2 separate regions of the Gossypium hirsutum genome follow, and region 1 is linked to region 2. A link is a contact called in public Hi-C data. All regions are on one chromosome and are shown on one strand. The core of a region is the stretch at or near the end of the contact, and the rest is flanking DNA. Distances in the headings are between cores, read along the strand shown.

The links. Hi-C and Micro-C count contacts between places; a contact is called where the count stands out from the background.
Region 1: a contact with region 2 is called in a Hi-C map of leaf, with 2.5 times the contacts expected there. The contact joins the promoter of LOC107941232 here to the enhancer-like site in region 2. A contact is called at or near these places in 11 of 34 Hi-C or Micro-C datasets (callus, hypocotyl and leaf).

Annotation. Positions count from the first base shown.
Region 1 is chrD03:6,403,177-6,406,785 of Gossypium_hirsutum_v2.1, reverse strand. It overlaps LOC107941232 (glutathione hydrolase 1), which reads left to right and starts at 2,035. Exons shown (of 7, transcript XM_041089682.1): 1 at 2,035-2,167. The coding sequence starts at 2,152.
Region 2 is chrD03:6,337,430-6,341,032 of Gossypium_hirsutum_v2.1, reverse strand. No RefSeq gene overlaps it. Among protein-coding and RNA genes, the nearest start is that of LOC107950383, 11 kb to the left of the region's middle. Within about 2 kb of position 1,687, at least 8 of the 9 cell types and tissues checked have an H3K27ac peak or open chromatin away from gene starts, as enhancers often do. A contact at or near this core is called in leaf, where this site is marked.

The DNA.
Region 1 (3,609 bases), core at 786-3,285, 65 kb before region 2:
ACTCTTGGTCAATGAGTCCAAGATGGGGTTCTAGGAGGAAGTAAGATGCTTAAGAAATCTAAGCCACTTGATTAGATGTCAGATGGTAAGAAAGATGCAAAACATACACAATCAATTATGGAACCAAGACATTGCAAGTTTCCGAGAAAAGTGATTCTATCAGTTTCGGTATAATTGAAGCCAAAAGTTATACAAATGCTGGAGAATAGAGAAAATTCAGATGTTTTTGTGTAGAGAATTGCAAGAAAGTTAAACATAAGAATGCATTTCATCAAATAATTGGCAGATAATAGAGACAATCACTGAGCAAAACGTAAAACTTGTTCTTATTGCAGAGGTGAAAAATGCAGATTTCAGACCCGGAATAGAAGCCACAGTTCTAATTATAAAATGACCGTAAATTAAGCATGATTGAACATACAAAACACTAAACAAGCTCAGATGATTCAAAAATCTTTTGCAAAGCAATGAAAAGTAGACAGTAAAGCTTAATCAGTCGAGTCTGAACCACGTTAGAGATTTATCTTATGCTAAAACCATAATAAGCTCCATTTCTCCAAGTTACAGTATACGAAACTACGATCATTACAGTTTACAAAATCCGACCATTCTTATGAAATTTTGGCTTGTGGAAGAAATCAACTTATGGGAGGAAATGCTAAAATGCTAAAATCCTACGATCGTTACCCATTACTACTTTAAAATGCTAAAATTTTGGCTTGTGGAAGAAATCAACTTATGAAATTGTTAAAACACAACAGATATTGAGGTAAAGAGAACCGGAGGGGGAGAGACAACCGGATGGAGATATAGAGCCGTCGCTGCGTTAGGATTTGAAATTAAATTTGGGGTTTGTGTTTTGGGAGGAAGGACGATGGTGTTGGGTATAGTGAAGGTTTTAGCGACGATTGCACTTGAAAACGTCACTGAAACAAAAGGGCAGCTTAAATGAACATTTATGTTTAGCGGCGTTTTTATGTGGAAAATGCAAGTAAAAGTAAATAACTAGACTTTTGACGATGTTTGACTTGATGTATTCGCGGGGTTTAGGCATTAAATGCTGGAACAAAATTTGGTTGCATCATGTCACATCTTTTATAAGTGAAGCGTTGTTAGTGTAATAAAAGTATTGAATCTACTCTATTTACCTGATAGTTAGGATGTTTATTGTCTCAGGTGTAGTATAGATTTGAATCGTGTTAATGGCTTGTTGTTAGAGTTTTCCTTTTTTTTTTGTAATTCATAAAAAAAAAGAAAAAAAATCTTGTATGGTTATATCTTCATTATTGTACCTAGTGAGAGATTTTGGACGAAAACAAACATGCCTTCACTTCAGCCCCAATTAAAAGTAAAATCCATGGCAACAATTAAAGCTATTCACATTTTATGTTGGGTTGATTATTTGTTTTTATATTATAGAGTAAAATTTTAAAAATTAAAATATACTCTAAGTAGGATTTTCAAAACTGAACCAGTGGTCGAACTAATTAGGCCACTGGGTCAATTGAATAAATCATTAAAAAGTATTTAAAAATAAAAACCACTTTAATCGTTTTTTTAACTTAGCTCAACCGGTCTGTACTGGTTTGCATGTTAACTACTTTGATGCTTCTCTTTAGACCGATACCTTGATTGGTTCAAACAACCGTGACTCTAGATTTCTACACTTCATATATTTGGAATTTAGTTCTCTTACTTTTATTTTTAAGAATTTGGTCTCTTTGCTTTTTGGATTTATAAATCTACTTTCAAAGTATATATAATCACATAACATTTTAATTGAAAAGTTAACGATATTATCTATTTGAAGTAATTAATTACATTATAAAAATATTAAACTAATTAATAAAATTTTAACAACATAGAGACCAAATTATGTTAGAAATTAAAGTATAAGGATAAATCCAAAATTTAAGCATATTAAAAGGACCAATATTGAAAATTAACCACTTTTATAAAATGTAAAAAGAAAATGAAAAAAATGAACGAGGGTGTGCGCCATATGTAGCATGAGGAAGATACTTTGGACTTTAATTCAATATATATGTATAGATTAAAGGAGGGTGAATAAAGTGGTGGTGCCAAACCATCTAGGAGGGGAAGGAAGATAAGGTATCATTAATGCTTTGAAGTACAACACAATTTTTGGAAATGTTCAAAATCTACTGTAAGTGCTTCTCAACCAAAACAAATGTTTTCTTTGTTCTATTTTCATTTAACTATATTTTATTTGTTTCCCTTAGAAACAACAATTCTTACTTCTCATATAGCATCATCAACTCCAGTTCCTTCAGTACCTGTAACTCCACCAACAAGTGTATCAACTTTGGTAGAACTAGATCCTACAACTTCAACAATAGCATTGATGCTAGCAAGAATTATAGTTTAGGTAAGCCTCCAAAAACAAGTTAGACCCTCTTCACATGTTCCTATAGAATTGATTCAAAACTTTGTAGGATTGTGGGATATTATCCTCTAGAAACAAGTCTCCAGCAAAACCATTGAATGCAACAACATATGTTGAGGTAAATGATGATTGTTTTCATTGTTTGACTTGCATAAATAACACCTGATATGTATGTATGTGTAGGGTTTTTTTATTGTCTCTCTATACAAAACAAAAACTACTTCGTTACAGTGATCAACTCCTTCAACTGAATAAGGTATTTCAATAGACCATTCCCCACCTACTTCAACCAAACCAATAGATACTAGCAAGACTTACTAAGAGGGGGAAGCAGATAATGTAGGGAATGAGAGTTTACACCAATGCAATAAATTGAAAAATTCCATAGCACATTCCAATGTTCACATCAATGCATAATATGCCATTAATCAAAATCTTTGGTAATATTAAACCAAATTGCTAACAGAAAATGTATAACAAAAGCATAATCCAAGTGACAAATATAATAGTTCTTTTTTGAGATGGTTGACAGGTATCTCATCGTCTTCTTTTTTAACCGCATAGCTTCCATTTGCATAGTTTAGAATTCCTTATTATTAGCCAATTGTTGTGGCTGATTGTTGTTAATTCCCAATTGCCTATTCTTTGTTAGTAACATATTGTGTTGATGAATTAAACAATAACGTTCCATTGTTTTGTTGTTTCGCTCTTCTCAAAAAACGAAATATAAATTAACAACAGTACTAAACCTATTTCAACAATAAACTCAATTACTTTTACGCAACTTCAATAAAAACTTCAAACATCAATAATTTCCCAACAAACAATTTTCAACAAATTTAACAATCGAGATATAATCTCATAATTCAACATCAATTTAAACATAAAAAAAAGTTATATCCACCATAAGCCCCAAACTTTATAAACAGTAATTTCACAAACTATAAATCTTGTATTACTACTCATTCTCATCTCACAAATCATAATACCCAAATAAAAATTTCTCAACAAAAAACAAAAAAGAAGACGAATATTAATCCAAAAAATTTTCTTCTCTTATTCCACAAAGCGTTGAAGTTGCATGTTAAAGCTCTCAACCCACAATAACAATAATTGAATATTTATCCTTACTAGTTTTTGAGTTTGAGATGGATGAAAAAAGACATTTTTTAGTTTACTATTCTTATGGTCTAGGGTTAGAT
Region 2 (3,603 bases), core at 438-2,937:
TTCCCCTCCACTTCTATAGTTTAGTTTTTTTTCATGAAACATCTTTGAATGCCACCAATCTACAATCCAAAATATGAACTTCTTCAATCTCCAACATCGACCAATTTGAGATACTTTTTCTACTCGTCATTGGGTACTGTTTCACCGTACCGATCATTGAATTGTCACTTGAAACTTATTGGGTGGACTTTAAGAAAAAAGTCTTAATAATCCAGTGATTTAAATGAAAACATTCGAATAATTTAGTGACTATTTTATAATTTTTAAAAATTAAATGACCAAAATATAAACTTACTAATAGTTTAATAAACTTGAAGTTTTTTTTAAAAGGATTTTATGATGTAGTTTTTTAAGGGTCACTTTTGAAAAAATTTACATAATACTAGAATTCTATCAGACATGTATGCGTATGAAAACCACAGACTTAAAACTCATATGCTTGTTTAAAAGTAATATACAATAAACGATGAAACAAAAATGTATTACAATATATAAAAATGAAGCTTTAGTTGAGTGAAAATTTAAGGTTTTAATAATCTAGCAATTGACGCAGGTTCAAATTATATCATATGCATATTTTATTTCATTTTAGTTAAAATTAAAATATTAAAGTCTCTCGTATGATATCACTTTTTTTAATGATAAAAGAAGGTTAAAGTTGACATCAACCCAATCAAGAACTTAACAAATAATATAAATAAAAGTCACTAACATTCAATAACATATATAATTTCCCCAACTAATTAATTTGATATCCAATTAACTTTTTACAACTCATGAATTTTATTATTAGTATAGATATATAGATAATAACATTTGAAAAAGGTTGAGCATATTATACTTGTCCATAGGTCCGGTCTGAGGGCTCGCTCGAAAAGTGGAAGGGTTTGAGTAAAAATATAAGCTCAAAAAATGGGCTTAAACAAAAAATAATGTCCATTTTATAAATAGTCTAGGCTTCGAATAAGCTTTTTTGGCCCAGGCCCGGTCCGAATTTGTAAAAGAAAAAAATTGCTGTTATTTTTTATTGTTTTGCCACTGTTTTTTCATTGTTTTGCTATCATTTCGTTATTATATTGCTACTATTTTGTTGTTATTGTTTGAGTATTGTATAATTGTTGTTTTATTATTAATTTTGTAATTATTTTAGATGTATTTACTTGCTAAGTTGCACTTATCATAGTGTTATTTAAGTATTTTTAAAATTTTTTATTTGTCGAAAAACATTTATTTTAATATTTTTAGTGTATTTAATGTATTATATTTTTAAAACTGATTTTTCTATAACAAAATAATATAAAATTTTAATACAGATGGATCAAATTAAACTCGAATTTTAACATTTTTATTCAGGTTGAATTTAGATAAAATTTTAAATTTAATTTTCAGTCTAAATTAAACCCAAACTTAAAAAAACGTACCTAATTGTTTTAATTGAACCGACCCGATCTGGCTATTGAGAACTCTAGAGCATATCCCAAATTCACGTTTTTCATAGCGTTCGATTTTCAACTTTCAGCGGGCGATCATTGTTTTTCTCCCTTAAAAGCCTATGTAACCACTACATACATGTCATTCCCTAAGTCAGTCCATAGGATTTTGAAAACCGACTTTACTATTTTTGCCACTATGCCCACTTACCCATCCCTGAAAACCACCAACACCAGCCAATCCCTGAGTCTCCCCACGTTTTAATATTTTAAACTACAGCCCCACTTAAACCACCCACCTGTGCCTCTCACTCTTATCCATTCGGTCTTTTTCTCGTATAAATACTTCAATCATCAACGTCTTTTTCTCCGTAGTTCCAATATCCATTCGAACATCTCACACCACTTTCTTTATTCAGAGTTTAACCTAACCAATAACCAGAGAGTTATAGATATGGCAGATATTGCTTTGCTTGTTGCTGAGGATTACGAAAGGAGGGTAAGGGTTTCGAGGAACAAGCAAGAAGAGATTGACTTGGTTTCTTGGGTAGCAAAGTTGGGTCAGAAAGTGAAGATAAAATTTGGGCAGCAAAGAATTGAGGCTATCCAGTTGGCTTTTGAACCAAAGACCCAGATTGGTATTGCAGCTTTCAATGGAGCCTTCTCTGCTTGATAACTTCTCACTTTCTTTCTTTCTTCTTTCTAAAATCATTGCTCTGAAACAGTTGTAAATTAAAAAAAAAAACCCTTCTTTTTTTATACTAGTAAATGAAAACCCATTTCATTTTGTCTTTGATTTGTAAATTCTGGGTTCTTTTTAAAGCATAATTTTTGCTATTGGTGATATGATCCTGGGTTTTAACTGGGATCCCAATATTATAGATCAAATTATGAGAAATAACGGGGAGTCCAATAATCATCTCGGATTCAAACATTATGCATAAACGAAAATAAAAATGAGTCGAAAAATATGGTCAGGTCGAGCCTGAAAATTAATATTTTTATTCAAGTCAGGATTCATCAAAATAATATGTCCACCCTTAGGTCGGTTCGAGTCTACAATGATAAAATATATTTTATTATTGGTTGAAATCTGCCAACAGTAATTCTACTTTTAAAATTTTAATCTCTTTAATTTTTAGATTTTAAAATTTAAATTTAACTATTAATATTATTAAATTTTAAATTATATTGAGTTTTTTATTTTAAAATGTCAGATAAATAAATTTAGTAAAAATTTAACTGTGTTAACAGTTAAATTTGAATTTTAAAATATGAAAAGTAAAAATAATTATAAAGATTTAATTCCTAATTTTTTAAAACTTCAGGGACTATAGGCATATAAACCCTTTATTAGTTTACTTGAGTCGGACTCAGAATTCGAAGCATGACAATTGTCTAGTATTATTTATTTTTAATTATAACATCTTATCTTTCTTATATTTATATATTTATATTTCTTGATGAGTTTGGTATTCGATTCTGTTTGAGATTTAAAAATTAAATATTGTGAATATTGTTATTCTTGCAGCGTAATTTTTGAATTTCACAATGCAATTATTAAGAGTTTAACATGTGTCTTCTAATAGAATTAATAATAATACCACAAATCCATAGTTAGTTCGTGAATTATTTAAACTACGCACCTTCATTAAAGCTAAATGAGGACCATGTGGAGACCTTAAATAATTGATTGCTAGTTACCCAAATATGTCTCATCTTAGGTAGTCACATCACAATCACTGTCAACGGTATTAAATCATTTTTCCACATCAATGATCTTAGGACACAAAGTTGAGCTTGTCCTCACTATATAAAAAGGTCATGCAAACAGCTCATAGACTCGCGTAGAAACCAACTAGAAGCACTCCAAAGAACATTCCTTAAACACAAATAATTCCATCGGGCTTCACCTCTTCCTCATTCACCCAAACCACCATCTTTCTCCCTTGTTCACTTCACTGGTTAACAATCGGTGCTGTGAGCGTGAACTAGCATCTCGCATCCAGGTATAAGTGATCCTACTAGCACTGATTTTAATATCGTCAATGATCAAGTTAAAGATCTCGCTGGTCATGACACGACCAAATAATAACCAAACTAGAACAACCCAACACCCAGGTTCCTTGCATGGGAACCAAAGCACAAACTCACAAAACCAAACCAACCCTCA